2 separate regions of the Sus scrofa genome follow, and region 1 is linked to region 2. A link is a contact called in public Hi-C data. All regions are on one chromosome and are shown on one strand. Each heading gives the region's core, a stretch centred on a gene start, on an enhancer-like site or on the middle of the called end of the contact. The rest is flanking DNA. Distances are from core to core; before and after follow the strand shown. Region 1 has its middle 330 kb from the start of YIPF5. Region 2 overlaps ARHGAP26 (rho GTPase-activating protein 26).

Evidence for each region. A called contact is a pair of places that touch in the nucleus more often than the background predicts.
Region 1: a contact with region 2 is called in a Hi-C map of epiblast stem cells, with 1.8 times the contacts expected there. The contact joins two enhancer-like sites. A contact is called at or near these places in 2 of 47 Hi-C or Micro-C datasets (epiblast stem cells and heart right ventricle) and 1 of 2 datasets of contacts at active chromatin or transcription factors (skeletal muscle).

Annotation. Positions count from the first base shown.
Region 1 is chr2:145,339,901-145,342,707 of Sscrofa11.1, forward strand. No RefSeq gene overlaps it. Among named protein-coding and RNA genes, the nearest start is that of YIPF5, 330 kb to the right of the region's middle. Within about 2 kb of position 1,336, at least 2 of the 83 cell types and tissues checked have an H3K27ac peak or open chromatin away from gene starts, as enhancers often do.
Region 2 is chr2:144,618,251-144,621,320 of Sscrofa11.1, forward strand. The region is part of intron 17 of ARHGAP26 (rho GTPase-activating protein 26); the gene reads left to right. Among named protein-coding and RNA genes, the nearest start is that of NR3C1, 310 kb to the right of the region's middle. Within about 2 kb of position 1,326, at least 27 of the 83 cell types and tissues checked have an H3K27ac peak or open chromatin away from gene starts, as enhancers often do.

The DNA.
Region 1 (2,807 bases), core at 86-2,585, 720 kb after region 2:
TAGTGAGGGGGTGAGGAAGGGGCAGTGAAGGGTCAAGAGGAGTGAGGAGAAAATGAGAGCAGGTGAATGAAAGGATGGGAGCAGACAGGGCAGGGAGAGAACGGGAGGAGGGGACTTGTTGCTGGGATTATTTAAGGCTGATCATTTCCAGTTGAGGTTTGGTTTAATAGACCATTGCCTGGCTCACCACAGCTGTCAGGGCACCAGAGGCAGCAGGTGGAGCAGCTGCCTGAGCCACCTGAGCCACAGGAACAGTGGCAGGGGAAGCGCAGATGGGCAGGAAGTCACCCTGGGCCACAGCCAGGCTTGCCTGGATCATGGTGTTCTTACCCACCTCGCGGGGGGGTGGGGGGGATGTTTGGAGTGTTCCCAAGGCAGCCCAGAGACCAGCCCATTCTTCCCCATCACCATCATCATCAGTCAGCGTACACCATGCTACCACTCCTCGGGGTCAGAGAATGTGCATGGGCTTCACATGTATTTCTCTCTTGCAATCTCATAAAAACACTCGATGGAAGTATGAGTTCCCTGGGTTTTCAGATAAAGAGATGAAGGCTTTATATATATAGAAATATATATATAGAAAAAGACTCACAGACATAAAGAACAGACTTGTGGTTGCCAAGGCCATGGGAAGAGGGAATGGGATGGACTGGGAGTTTAAGTAGACGTAAACTTTTGTTTTTAGAATGGATAAGCAATGAGGTCCTGCTGTACAGCACAGGGAACTATATCCAATCTCTTGGGATAGAACATGATGGAAGATAGTATGAGAAAAAAAGAATATATATATATATGTACATATATATGAATGACTGGGTCACTATGCTGTACAGCAGAAATTGGCACAACATTATGAATCAACTATACATAAAAGCAAACAAATGGACAAACTGGGTGTTCCTATCATGGCTCAGTGGGTTAAGAACCCTACTAGTATCCATGAGGATGTGGGTTCAATAACTGGCCTTGCTCAGGACCCAGCATTGCCATGAGCTGTGGTGTAGGTCACAGACATGGCTCAGATCCCCAGTTGCTGTGGCTGTGGTCTAAGTCTCAGCTGCGGCTCTAACTCAGCCCCTTGTCTGGGAACTTCCATATGCCACGGGTGCAGCCCTAAAAATTAAAAAAAAAGAAGAAGAAAGACTTAACTACATGCACATACTGAGAAACTAAGTCTTAGGTACCTTGCATGAAACTATCTCTGAGGTGGGAAGTGGCAGGAAGGCCCTGCTATCTTTTTTTTTAAGGAAACGCAAGTGCTGGACAGACTTTGAAAGAGGTGTTGGTGACAGCCTCTGAACACACAGACTTTGAAAGAGGTGTTGCTGACAGCCTCTGAACACTGAACAGGTCTGCTGCTTTCTCTTGCTCCAAAGATGGAGAATGCTTGGCCTGGGATGACATGGTTGGTGAGGCCAGATGAATCTTAGCTCTTCCAACTTCCTATCTGGTCCCCCAGCCACACCCTCCACTAGAAGAATGCTCAGTTCCAGTTATACAACTGAACCTTCTTAAAGAACACAAACTGAACCTTCTTTTAGAGTTTTTATGCCATGTCTTTGTTTAAAAAGCGCACTTTTTGACCTTCTTCTTTTCTTTCAAGGCCCTTTCAAAGGGCACCCCTTATATGAAGGTTTTATTTCTCTCCAGGCAAAAATAAATCACTCCCTCTGTGGTGCCCTCCCAGTCTTGCATTTTGGTCTGAGGCACGCACTTACTTCCTTTATCACAGCATGGATGCTTCTTGAGGAAAGGAACTATGTTTAAATCATTTCTGTGTCTTTGGCACCCAGCACAGTGCCTGGTGCAGTGGACGCAGTCGATAAGTTTTGACTAAATTGGAAATGGAAATTGTTGGGGCCTCTGTACATCAGCCATTTCCAACCTTGTTTTTTTAACTCGGAAACTCATATGAAAGAAGACCTTGTCACTCATATGAGCACATCTATATTTCTCTTACTGGCGAAAAGTTAAATAGCATATGAATTTCTGTGGGAGAAAGCAAATAAAAGTATTTTATAAGGGTGAGAGTCATAAAAGTATCTGTTTGTTATTTCCAAATAGCATTATGTAAGGAAAAATAAGTATATATGTATATTTATTTATTAAAAATAAATCATACACACATACATATATATATATTATTTGGCACATGGTACTGACACATTTTTATGTGTTACTATGAGTAACATTATTTCAGATTCACTGATTCTGATTTGCTCTTTGTAGCTCCTGTTTTATTATTAACTGAAACTTCATAGACGGCATCATTTTCGCTGCCACGCACAGAAGACAAAAATACACTGTATCTTCCTCCTCTCTCCTGGCCTCATTCTTTTCTAAAATATATAGTGATGGGCCAAAAAGGAAATGGCAGTAAGCCTACCGAAATCACACCGACCTATGGCAATAATCCCAATCACCACACCTGTCAATGAATCATCCGCAGTGGGAGCTCACACAGAATTACGTGCAGAGAGAGTTCAGTCTCTGGGCCGAGGGTCACTCCAAGTGCAACCTTTCACATTCTACGCACTTTTCCCTGCTCAAGACACTGGAATACACAGATGCAAGAAGGAGCTCATCACAGGGACAACTTTCAATTCTTCTCTAATTATATTTAAAAAGACTTCCCTTGTGTTTAAAAATTTAGCAAATAGTAGTGTAATTAGCTATGATTAGTCACACAACCCAGGTCCTTTGGTCTCCCCTACACAAGGCTACAGATAGGGTTATATACATAAAACCTATGATACTTTTCAGACTCTTACTTTCTCAAAATAGAATTTATCTTTATTAAAAGA
Region 2 (3,070 bases), core at 76-2,575:
TGATTCCCTGTTGTTCTTTTCATTACTGCAATGGCCCGATGTTTATGCGGATGACGTCGCACGTTGTGACTTGCCAGAAAGGCCCGAACTCGGTAGATTTCGGGGGTCAGGAAGGAATAGTGTGGGGCAGATGCTGGGTGTACATGCGAGACCTCATGGAAACACGGAGACTCCATTGGCACGTGTTATCGAGGCTTGAGCATCTAGTGGCTTGGCGTCTTCTTCCTGGGACGGGAGTTTGGGTGCCTCCAGGCAGCCCTGCGAGGCAAGAGGGATGTATTCGCATCTCCTTAATGGTCTAGAAGCAGAGGGGACCTGGTTCATGCACAGATGCCCGTGGCTGGGAAGCAAGGCGTCCCAGGCCTGGCCGCCCAGGAGGCGGGGCCCTGGTGTTAACCAGCATTCCTGGGCATTCTCGAGAAAAGGGGCCCAGATCAAAGAGGATCCTTGGCCTTCACATAGATCTTAGAGGCACTCTGCTGCTCCCCCTTCTTCCATGCCACATCTGGGAGATAAGATTAGCTTACTGAAGAGCCATCAAACACGGGAGAAGCACCAGTGATCTCCTCGCCATCAGGACTGGGCCAAACAAAATAGCTGTGGAATTTTACAAAGCACATTTGAGAGAAAACAGTGCTTTGGCGATGCAGGCGTTCTGAGATGGAACGCTCCTGTGAGCTTCGCTGGCAGCCCTCCCTCGGCCATACACCCTGGCTTCTGAACCTTTCTTCTCTCTAGTAACCGCTAGACACCCACTGCTGCCGGCACAGCCTTGCTTGGCGGCGGGGCCCCTGGCGGTGTGGCCTGAGCCCCGCAGAGCCGCACCGACCACATTCGCCAGTCCCACTTGGCTTCTGCCTCCCTGGTGCCTCCCCTGGGCTGCTGAGTTCTGGTGATGCTAACCCCTCACTGTCTCTGGGGTCCACCCACGCCTCCCCATGGCCACTTTCTCCCCCTAGTCCAAGCCGTCATCCTCTTCTTTCTTTCGGGGACTGCTGGCGAAGGCCTGTCCCCCAGCCTGCTCTCGCTGGTGGAGCTCTGGCGCCCGTCCAGGCCGCAGAACGCATGCTTCGTAGCCGGGGAACTTGGAACGCTGCACATCTCAACATGTGATTCCCCCGCCAAAAAAAAACTTCAAAGGCAGCTTGCCCATGGCTCTGAAGATAAAACTCTGGATGTGGCCCCCAAGACCCGGTCTGGCCCTGGGCCCTTTCGGACCCCGCAGCCACGCCTGTCACCCTCGCAATCCTGCTGCGTCCCCACGGCGGGGCGCACAGCACCCAGGAGCGTTTGTTGGGGAGAAACAGGAAGAGTCTCGTGACCAGCTCTCAACCATCCTCTTCCCTGCTCCGTCTTTTTTTTTTTTCCTCCCCTGCCTGGAATGGTCCCTCCCCAGCTTCTGCTGCCAAAAGCCTTCTCATTCGGGAGCCTCAGCTCAGACGCCACTGCCTCTGCAAGAATCCCTTCTGCCTCCAGTGCCTTCTCGCTTTCCTCAGCTCCCCGTAGCCTTTGCGCTCCCTCTCGTTTAACGCGGGTCACCTTCCACCTTGTGGGACAGTTTCCAGGGCGTGTACACTCTCAGTTTGACGAGGTCGTGAGCTCCCGGGGTCTGTCTTCCTTTGTCTTTGCTTCTTACCCAGACGTCGCAAACCAGGGCCTCTGGCCAGAGCATCCCACACGTGTGTCCTCTTTGGTATTGCTGTCCCACACGTTGCTGTTTTTAAAATTGGGGCAGCTTTCTAATGTTTTTAACAGGGGTCGTTTTACTGGGGAAGAAAAAAAATCAGATCTCCTTGCGGACAGTTGGCTGGAACCGAGTAAAGGCCACACCCTGTCCCCCTGGGCAGAGCTTCCTCGGGCTGCCTCGTTCCTAACCGGCCCTCTTGTGCCTGGCCCCGTTCTTTGCTGCCCACTACCTCCGTGGCTGCAGGTGGGCATTTGGCCATTCAGCCCTTGGCCTACCTGCCTGCCGAGCCTAAATGAGAGACTTGATACTTGGCGACCCCATAACGAACAAAGGAGGAACGGCCTGGGAAAATTATTCCTCTGATCAGTTCCGTTTTTCTCCTGAACGATTTATGATTTTTGATAGTTTGGAGGTCCCTGGAAGAAGTGAGGGATGCATGCTGCTTCCCAGGCTGTGTATATGTCTGGGGCTGGGAGGAGAGTGTATTTTTTGAGCACAAGAATGGGAGTCTCAAAGGACCTCCTCGAGCTATTTTTGGCAGCGCCAGAGGAAAATCTATTTAAAGGGACACTGCAAAGAGGACCAGCCCGTATTTTCAAGCGAACAGGCAAGTGAGCACTTTAAACTAATGGAAATGCTGAAGAATTCAGAGCTCAGCCCTTCCTCAGCCTACCTGCCGGACCTTCCCCAGCTGGTTGAACCAGGACCCTCTCTCTTCGGTGGCCTGCCTGCCAGCGTTCAGGGTTAGGATAAGGAAGGGACACACCATCAGCCTAAATTTTTTTTTTTTGCTTTTAAAAAAAATCAACGAAAGTCCTGAATTCTAGGAACTGCGTCTTTCACATCGTCAGAAGTGCCCATTCTGAAAGGGGAACTGCTGGGCGTCAAGCTGTTAACACTCCGCAGGCTCAGCGTTCCTTTGATACGGGTCTCGGTCTCGTGTTTGTTGTGAGTTGTTCCCCTTCTGTTTAGGTTAATTTTTTCAGTGACCTTCCTGGGTTTTGATACACCTCTGAGACTTCCTCTTCTGAACCCCTGGGGTCACCCTGGAGTTCCCTTTCGAATGCAGGGCGGAGCAAAGGCGAGAACACTCCTCCTTTCTGGGCGGCTGCCCCCCCCCCCCCCCCCGTGGATTTCAGGGTCTGCACAGGACTTCGCTCCTTCTTTGTCAACCCTTAGCAGAGCCGAATTCCTTTCCCTTCCTCCTTTCTTTCTGTCATTCATTCATTCATTCCAGATTTCCAGCCCTCCCTCCTTTTCTCTTGGTGAGTGAGTGTGCCTAAAGGTGTTTCTGATCCGTTTATCTTTTTAAAAACCAGCTCTTCCTTGCACCAGTCTTTTCTCTTTGTCTTTTTAGTCTCTCTTTCATTTGTTTCGCTCTTT